2 separate regions of the Hordeum vulgare genome follow, and region 2 is linked to region 1. The links are chromatin contacts, called in public Hi-C maps. All regions are on one chromosome and are shown on one strand. The core of a region is the stretch at or near the end of the contact, and the rest is flanking DNA. Distances in the headings are between cores, read along the strand shown. Region 1 holds the start of LOC123439769 (protein RETICULATA-RELATED 4, chloroplastic-like). Region 2 holds the start of LOC123439805 (putative NAD kinase 3).

The links. Hi-C and Micro-C count contacts between places; a contact is called where the count stands out from the background.
Region 2: a contact with region 1 is called in a Hi-C map of leaf, with 2.9 times the contacts expected there. The contact joins the promoter of LOC123439805 here to the promoter of LOC123439769 in region 1. A contact is called at or near these places in 2 of 6 Hi-C or Micro-C datasets (leaf and seedling).

What each region holds. Positions count from the first base shown.
Region 1 is chr1H:390,558,589-390,563,225 of MorexV3_pseudomolecules_assembly, forward strand. It overlaps LOC123439769 (protein RETICULATA-RELATED 4, chloroplastic-like), which reads right to left and starts at 1,355. Exons shown (of 8, transcript XM_045116451.1): 1 at 526-1,355. The coding sequence starts at 1,080.
Region 2 is chr1H:391,025,094-391,029,664 of MorexV3_pseudomolecules_assembly, forward strand. LOC123439805 (putative NAD kinase 3) reads right to left here and starts at 1,251. Exons shown (of 11, transcript XM_045116474.1): 1 at 1,104-1,251. The coding sequence starts at 1,130.

The sequences.
Region 1 (4,637 bases), core at 105-2,604:
GACTTCTAGTGAAATATTTTAAAAGACTTATATTTAGGAACGGAGGGAGTACTTTAGACCGTAAAAAGGCTTCTTTATTCTGTATTCCTTTCTTCATCTAGCAAAGCCACATTTGCCTTTGTTGTATTAGGGGAAATGGAAAAAAAAGTACTTAGTAGACTGTCCAATTAGATTATGGAATACATCCGATTTAGGGAACAATCGGCATCTTGTCACAGCAGAGAAATATTCCCGCCCCATTTCTCACCGAAGCGGTCGTCCAAACAACGCCCCCAACAACCATGAAGCGACGTCAACAACAAGCCAGAGTCGGGCACGCATCACCATCAAGCCAAAGCCCGACTCATGCGACAATCTACTACACACATCAGGGTTGGGCCTTTTGAACTCTAGACCACAAAAAGCTTACACTAGAGTCAGTCAAACCAGAGCAAACCAAACCACATCTGACAATCTGAAGCGCAAACCACAGAAACGAGATACGAAGCGAAAAAATTACGAAGTGGGTTTCATTTTCACACGGACCTTGGTGAAGATGCCGACGCCGCACTCCATGGCGACCTTCGCGAGGAAGAGGTCGTCGGCGAGGAGGCGCTCCCTGAAGCCGCCGAACTGGAGCAGCCAGCGGAACATGGGCGACTTCTCGAGATCGGCGAACCGGCGCACGATCTCGCCGGGGAGGCGCCCGCCCTCCACGGCCGCGGCCATGTCCGCCGGGAGGCTCTCGAGCTTCCGTCCCAGCTGCGCGAGCACGAACAACGCCTCCCTCCTGTTTACCGACGCGTCGTCGCCGCCCTCGCCCTCGTCCTCGTCTCCTCCGCCGCCGCCGGAGGGGAGGTCGTCATCGCCTCCGCCGCCGCCGGAGCCGATGTTGCTGCCGCCGCCCGAGGAGGCGAGCGGGAGGGGAGGGAGAAGGGGCCGGGTGAGGCGGAGGGCGGGGAGGTGGAGCGGGAGGGAGCGGTGGAAGGGGAGGGCGGCGAGGCGGAGGAAGGGCTGCGGCTGGAGGCGGAGGTGGAAGGGGGAGGCGGGGCTGGAAGCGGAAGCGGAAGCGGAGAGGGAGTTGGGGGTGGAGAAGGCCATGGCGGTGGATGCGGGAGGCGGTCGGAGGCCGGGGGCGGGCGTGGACCTCCCGGAGGAGAGGAGAGGAGGGGAGTGTGGTTGGTGAAGAAGTGGAACCCCGCGAGACCGCAGCCGCGACAGTCGTGTCGACACGAGTGGGCAACGGCGCTTTATACAACTGTACTACCACCTACGACGAGTCTACGAGGAGCCGCCGGAGGCATGCTCAGAGTCATATACCTGACGAAAAGCGGAAAAGATGATACATTTTCTAAACATTACTGACACACGGTAGAATTTCAAGTTTGCATGCATCTCTCCTACTGTACTTAATACTAGTGGATACGCAAAGTTTCATTTACCTTTTCTATCATCCACTTACCAAATAAAATCATTATTTGGTAAATTAAAACTCCCTCCGTTCCATCTAAGGTGTATAGTTTTTGGTGCTGAAACCAAGGCACATAATTTTAAATAATTTATGATAAAATTATCATGAGCTAATTCATTGATTAGCGACAAGTAAATCGTTTAGTCTGGGAAAGAAAATGATACACACAATCAGGTGAGAAATGTTTTTTTCTCTACAAGGAATGATACATGCAGTCAGGAAAGAGATTTTTTTTTTCTAGAGTGTTGGAAAGGGAATTACGTGGAATTATAAGAAAAAATCTTATATTGTGAAATTTTATTAAAAAATAAATACGTCTACACCTTATACCCCATAATTGTGGAGTACTCCCTTCATTCCTTTATGTAAGGTGTATTATTTTATCACAGTAACCAAGACATATAATTATATACATGTTAGGAAGAAATTAACCTTGTCTAAATCATTGATTCGCGACAACTAAATCATTTAGGCTAGAAAAGTAAAAGATACACGGAATCAGTAGGGAGATACTTTTCTTTTTCTCTTTACAAGAACAGATGCATGCAATTAGGGGAGAGATAATTTATTTTTTTAAAGGGCTAACAATGAAATTATGAGGAATTAGAAGAAATGTATCTTACATTCTGGAATTTTATTAAAAATACATCTTATTTAGAAAAAACGAAGGGAATTTAAAGGAACAGAGGAAGTACGTTGGTTCAATTGACAGCTAAAGTATATTTTTGGTGCGTATTTACATCAACGATAAAATGACTGATAAATCACAGTGATTATGTACTAAATATTTGTGTCTCCTTTGAAAGGCACGGTCCCACGAAGAATTATCTAGTGAAAGATAAATGTATACTCGTAATAGTGACATCCTCAAGAGAATGCGGGAGGGCCACATAGCACTTGCGTTATAAATTTTGCGTGCCACCATATCTTCTGGGCAGGATCTTCTTCAAGCGAAAAGGAACTTTCATCCAAAAGATCTTAATAAAATCCCACCAAATCTTCTTTGGGCATCTACACACTATTTCGAAATTAAAATGAAAACAGTTCACTCATACCTCCAAGTATATGATTATGTTATGTTATGGATTGATCTATCCCTATGAATTCAGAAACCCATGGCCTTCCAAGTATACCTTTTTTTCCTATTTATGCAATTTTGTGGCATTGATCAAGGTCAAGGAGATAAGATATTTTCTATTCTCATGACGCCAAGAGCGCATTGACAGGCGTGATGAGCAATCTTCAAATCATTAAAAAAGCACACATTTAATTTACAGGTAGTATGATTAAGTAGATGTTGTTAACCATCGAGTATGAAGGACTGCTTTTTGCAGAAAAAAAAGAAGATATATATAAATGTGTGGAAATGGATTTGTGTATTGGCCGGACAGTTTCGGCAGTTGGAAATTGCATAACAAACGGTCTATGTAATCCAACACGCTACGAGTAGAACGTAGGAGTATATACTTCTTCAGGAACGGTGCACGGGGTCCTCGGGCGCACGTACAGACGTACTATGACCTTTCAAATGATAGAGGGGGAGGGTCGGTAGGCCACACAAAGGACGTGTGATGTGCGCCTCATTTCCTGCCCGGGTACTCAAGGTGCCTTAAGCGAAGATTGAGTGGCACTCTTCTGGTCATGTGATTGAAGTAATCCATTTTTTCTAATACTAGAAAATGTCATATTCTGTTTTCTCATAAACTAGTGTTTGAGTGTAGGTTTTGCCTCCAAATTTTGAATATCTCGTAAGTGATATTACTCCCTTCATTCCTAAATATAAGTCTTTTTAAAATTCTACTAAAGACTATATTCGAAACAAAATGAATAAATCTATACTTAAAAGTATGTTTATAAACATCCATATGTAATCCGTTGGTGAAACTTTTAAAGAAGATTATATATTAGAAATGAATGGATTAAAAGAGGAAAAAATATATAATTTTACACATAACAGTCGCCACACATGGGTAAAGAACAAGTATAGTCGTTTCCCGACAAGGAATAGGGCCTATGGTGTTTGTCCATGCTGACCGTGGCAAAGCACGTGCGAGCACAAAATTGGCAAAGCGTTTTGTCACCCGCGTCTCGCCAGCTTGTTGACACAAAGTTGAAGCAGATAGACAAGGGGGTGTGAGCATGCCTAAGAGCATCTCTAGCAGACCCCGCATATTTGCGACCTGCAAAAGCGTTTTACAGTTTGTGAGGTTTTGCGGGGCGAAATGTTGCGCTGCATAACAGACCCCGTATAATCAAACATCATAATTTGAAAAAGGCATTCGCGGGCGAAATTGAGACCACACTCATTCAGAGTTCATTACATAGTACACGATCATACATACTACGTTCAGAGTTCTTCACTTACTAGATGGGGCTAGAGGTAAGCTAACCTACCAGAGCTACTAACTATCCTACCGCACTATGCAAAATTGAGCTCACCGGAGTCGAGCTCGTGTGGTAGTAGATGCGGCAACGCTCAGTCGTCGTCCTCGACGGAGGAGAACTCAACGTAGATGCGGCACCACTCCTCCACCTTGTGACCGAAGGCGAGGCCGACACGACCCCCTGCTCGTAGAGCACGTTGTCGATCTTCTCGTCCCTTTGGTGGCGTTGTTGGTCCTCTTCCGCTTCCCCCGCACTCCGCACCAATAGCGCGGGCAGAAAGCTATCCGCCTCCGCCAGGGGGAGGAAATCCTCCAGTCCGACGACGTCCCCGGCACGTCGCTCCGGCACCGCCACGTCCTCCGGCTCCATCTTCATCGGCGGGAGCTCCTCGAGCTCCCTCTTCACTGGGGGAGGGAGGAGCGCGAACTCGACGCCTCGGAGGAGCTGTCGGAGAAGAAGCGGTCGTGCGCGCGGTCGTACTCGTGTGTCTCGCGACGGAGGAGCGACGACAGTGACGTCATGCCCCGTTGCGTGTACCGGCAGGCGGCGTGCTTTCGGGCGGCGTCGGATCTGACACGACGAGCCCTCGGGGTCGTCGTTCCTACGGCCACCGGAGTTGGCCATTAAGGGCGGTGGAATGGGGAGGCTAGGCGGCGGAATGGAGGCCCGCGGTGGTGAGGTGGGCGACTTTTCGCGACGACGGAGTGATAGGATTTCGACCCGCATCGAGCGGACGAATCCATAGATATAGCGGTCGAGCGGTCGCTTTTACGGACCACCGTAAAATATTTACAAAGCGGGT
Region 2 (4,571 bases), core at 1-2,500, 470 kb after region 1:
GTAAACATTTTATAAACTCTAGAGTATGTCATTAAAGTTTAAACCAAGTTCATGCATTAACAACAGCGATAGGCTGAACAAAACGAAAACACGGGTTGTTTCAATGACTTCAAAATTTTAGTTTGCGGCATATACTCAGGCATGGTTTGTGGAAATCCTAGTATAATCAGATATGTATTAGAAAATTCAGAAGATTTTAAGCAAACTGTGAGAGCATGTTTAGCTGTGCATCTAGCAGTAGTTGTGAAGCTGGTAGGGCACCAAACTGTATCGCCTCTTCACAACATATAACATCCAAGGTTTTCAGTACTATTTTGGCCTCAAAATCCTCCCGGTATTGAATCAGTCACTATGTGACAAACAAGTCAATGCCCAACAGGACAGCACTGCGTGTTTCTTCTACCACGTGTCAAAGACGAATATTCTATGTGTTTTTGCCAACCCACAGAAAAAGGAAGACATAACTTATAATGATATAATATGTTCAAATATATCACAAAGCTGGAACACTTGGGAAAACAAGTGCAAGTTGATGGACAGCAACTGAGGCGAGATATATGATCTCAAAGAGATGGCCACTAGAAGTTAAGATTAGAAACCGTATTGCAACTTTACAAGAATAGAGTATTTATATATTTATATTATTACTGTGATCAGTCAATGCTTTTGGGCAGCCTAATAATACTTAAAATAGTAGGGATGATCTGAACTGAGTCGCACACAGTTGATGTTTAATCATCCCCTTGAGGGAAGTCCAAGACTATAGGATCAGCAACACGGCATGGTACTAGGGGCGTTTCATGGGCGCTCCCGAACCAAATCCTCCGCAATGCGCAAATCGAACAGAAATACACACCAAAATTCAGCCGCGCCCTGCCCCCCCTCCGGCCTTCCACAGTGGCCCAAAACGGCGAAGGCCAAAATCCCGAGCACCATTGGCGTCGAGATCGCACGAATCGCCCGCATTAGCCATAAGGATCCAAAGCAGCTGAAGCCCCCGCCCCTCGACTGTTCCCTAAAAACTTTCGGGTGATCCAACGGCAGAAATCTACACCCTAAAAGAGCGGTGAATTCCGAGGAAATCTCATGAGGCGTGCATGTACCTTGAGTGCGGCCTCGTCCGCGGACATGGCTGCGCGATCCGACTGCTTCCCGGCGTTCCCCTCTTCGCCGATAGGGCCGTTCAGGTGGGGAGATGAGCTGTGGAGTTTCCGCCTGCCCTCCGTGTTCGGTTATTAATGGCTTGTGCGAGGCCCGAGCGCGGTGAGCTGTGACGGCTGGAAAGGGCGAAGGCCTGACGGGTGGGGCCGGAGCTTCAGTGGGACCATGGAGTCTGTGCGTGGCACGATTCTGGTGGGCCCTTCGACCGCGGCACCGACGGCAGTGACTACCTACTACAACGAGAACTGGTAGGTACACACCGTGCACGGGCCTCCTACTTCCGCCTCCTGTTACACGAACACTCCAAGCCCACGAGCGGACTGAGACCCAGTGACAGCAACTTTAACCATTTAATCTACATTCAAAACATAAATCTAATCTTCATCCAAAACATATCTAATAGTCTATATAAAACAGCTATTTTTTTAAATATTACTTTTTTATTCTTTTTGAAAAATATTATGCTATTTTGAAAATTTTCAAAAATATAGTGGCCTCGGTCCAGGTGTGGCCGATTGAATCATGTTGGCCCAGGTGAGGTCGATTGGATCATGTCTGCGCTGGTGTGGTCGAATAGTGACTACTCGGCCACGTGAAGGCCGACTATTGGCCCGGCCACGTCGCCCCTTATCCTCTCGGCCTGGAGGCTGACCAATCGTCCTCGGCCTGGCCGATAGACCTCTCGGCTGTGGCGTGGTCGATATGTGGCCAACCGGCCAGCCAATGGCCCGCTCGCACCCTCTCCTTCCTACTCCTCCCATTCTTCCTCCTCCTTATCTGCTTCTTTCTCTCCTTCTCCTCTTTCCTTCTCTCTTCACCCAAAAAATCTCTCATCTCTACACTTAATCGTAGTCGTTTTTCCCATATTTCTCATCATAGTTCTATTGTATAGGGTTAGGACAGCCAAACCATCCGTCTCACTCGCGATGGGGTAGTTCGTGGTGGTTGTTTTCAACCTTTTTTGGTGATGGTGGTTGAGGTTGAGGTGGAGGTGGTTCTTGTGGTGCAGTTGGAGGTGGTGGTGGTGGTTGCTGCGTTCGTCATTTTTCTCGGTGTTCGTCGAACGTCGTTCGTCATTTCTGCGCACGCTTCAAGGGTAAAATATTTTTAGGTTTGTTAGTTAAGTAGTTTAAATAATTTGTTAGGTCAGCAGAGAGGAGGAGGAGACTACAACAAAAATAGAAATATAAATATATTCAAATCTATCAATTATTTAACACCGAGAACACAAAAATAGGAATATAAATATCAAGCTAACAATAATATCTACAACGTGTTTATTCTTGATGACTGAAGCATACCGGAGGACTGATGTACGGTGAAGGAGCAACGGATGGATCTTCCTCATAATTAGCGCACATGAAAAACTTCATGCCAAACCAACCTGAAAAACCAAACCAAACAAAAATGGGTAGACATTTTTCTCAGTGTTATATTTTCCCTGTTTCGTTGTGGTCTTATTTTTGCCCGTTATTATCGCCGATAGATTGCATTGTTGACAAAGGAGTTGGACCAGAAGACTTTGAAGACCGTGGAGACTTTTTTGAGCCAGGCAAGCAGCCCCTTGACCATGACTTGAATCCATTTTTATGCATGTCATATGACACTTTACTTCATTGCATTTGAATCATGATGAATCGGTGACCACCTTGGTGGGTTGTCTCTGATAACTCCTCGTTGATACTTGCACTGAGCATGACCCTACATTCCTATGAGGGTTGTGCACATGGGAAGTAGTTAGGATGCTATGTAGTTTCTACGCAAATGGGGTGGGAATATGCATTGTGACAAAAAAGATATTATTTCAAAGACTTTCATAAAACCCATCGACTGTCACTAATGCCTGAGAAAGATGGTGTTCAGTTAGGTAACCACTTGAGAAAGAAGTGGTGTACCGAGGCAAGATGTGTGGTTGTTCTCAAAAACGGATTAGATTTAAGATGTGCTCACTGTCCCACCCTATGCGCAACCAGGATACCCCTTATGGGACGGGGCTTTGTTGATTACTTTGGTCGTTACTAGCAGAGAACCCGCATTACTAGTGGCGGGAGTGACGTGGTCACTCTCGATACGGGGTCGTGCCGGAAAGACGACCATGGGCGGTTTTTACAGACAACGGGCACACCGTTGGTCCCTTCATGGATGATGCTTGTGATGTACATCATGCGGGCTGTGTGCCAATGAGTGGACTGTATGTTAGTGTCGTCTGGAGACAGGCATTATTTTGGGTACTTACCTCGGGTATGCACAATATCGTGAGTGGTGTCTTGACACGGAAGTTTTCGGAGTCTTGTGGGTAAAGTGTGCAACCTCTACATAGTGTAAATTTATTCAACTAGCTATGTCCACGGTCATGAACAGTTTGTGGTCCTTCTTAGACTATGTCCAGATGTTTTCACAAACTTGGCGTGTGTGTGTGAGAGAGAAAGATGATAGTGTGAAAAAGATGATGCTTGACCTGAGTCACATGACTTCACATGATAAATGAACATGAGATGTTCAACCCCTGCTTATGATGATACCCGTAGCTTGTTTGTATGGATATCCGCAACATGTTGATGCATGCTTTGCAAGTTGATTTAACATGTCATGGCACTCAAAATTAGATTTTTGCAACTTACCTACTTAGTGCTATATCATGCATTGTTATTACCTTGTTACAAACATGGATTGCTTACGAGTACATTTAAAGTATTCATTGGCTTGCCACTAGTTATTTAATTGGCCATGCATGGAAAAATGGGAGTATGGTGAAGAGTTTGTTGGCGACGAACATGCAAATTAGGACGCTTCCGAGTCAGAATGTATATAAGGTTAAGGCAGATGTCATGGGTTCACGCTTTTGTTCAAGATTTTCGCTACTAGTTATGTTTTATGCGTTGGCCTTCAAGGCCCTATCTATGTAAGGCTTGACCTTAATGGTCTTTATTTGTATCATACTGTATGTATGAAACATTGATCCCTCGGATCATTCTACACGTGCATTCGGTTATCGGGACTTATGAGTCAGGGTCTCCACAGGGGTCGGCGTGGAAGTCAGAGTTTCTGCTCCGGATTTCCAAGGTGTCGTCCCAGGCTGCTTGGGTGGCGGGGTCGTTGACTAGTTCAGCACGTGGCCTCGGGGGTCGGTGTGTGCGTTTGATGTGGTTTGTAAGTCGGAGCGACAACTTCTGATCCTGCTGTAGGGTGTCGACTCTGGTTGCTTGGATAGTAGGGTCATCGGTTTGTTTGGTATGCGGCCACAAGGCTCATGTGTAGGTGTTCTTAAGGTTAGCAAGCCGTAGAGGCGGTTCTTGGTCGCGTGGTGGGGTGTCGACTATGATTGTTTGGATGATTGAGTTATCGACTCATTTGAGATGCAACCTCGGAACTAACGTGTGTGATTATGTATCGATTTTCGGACGGGTTTG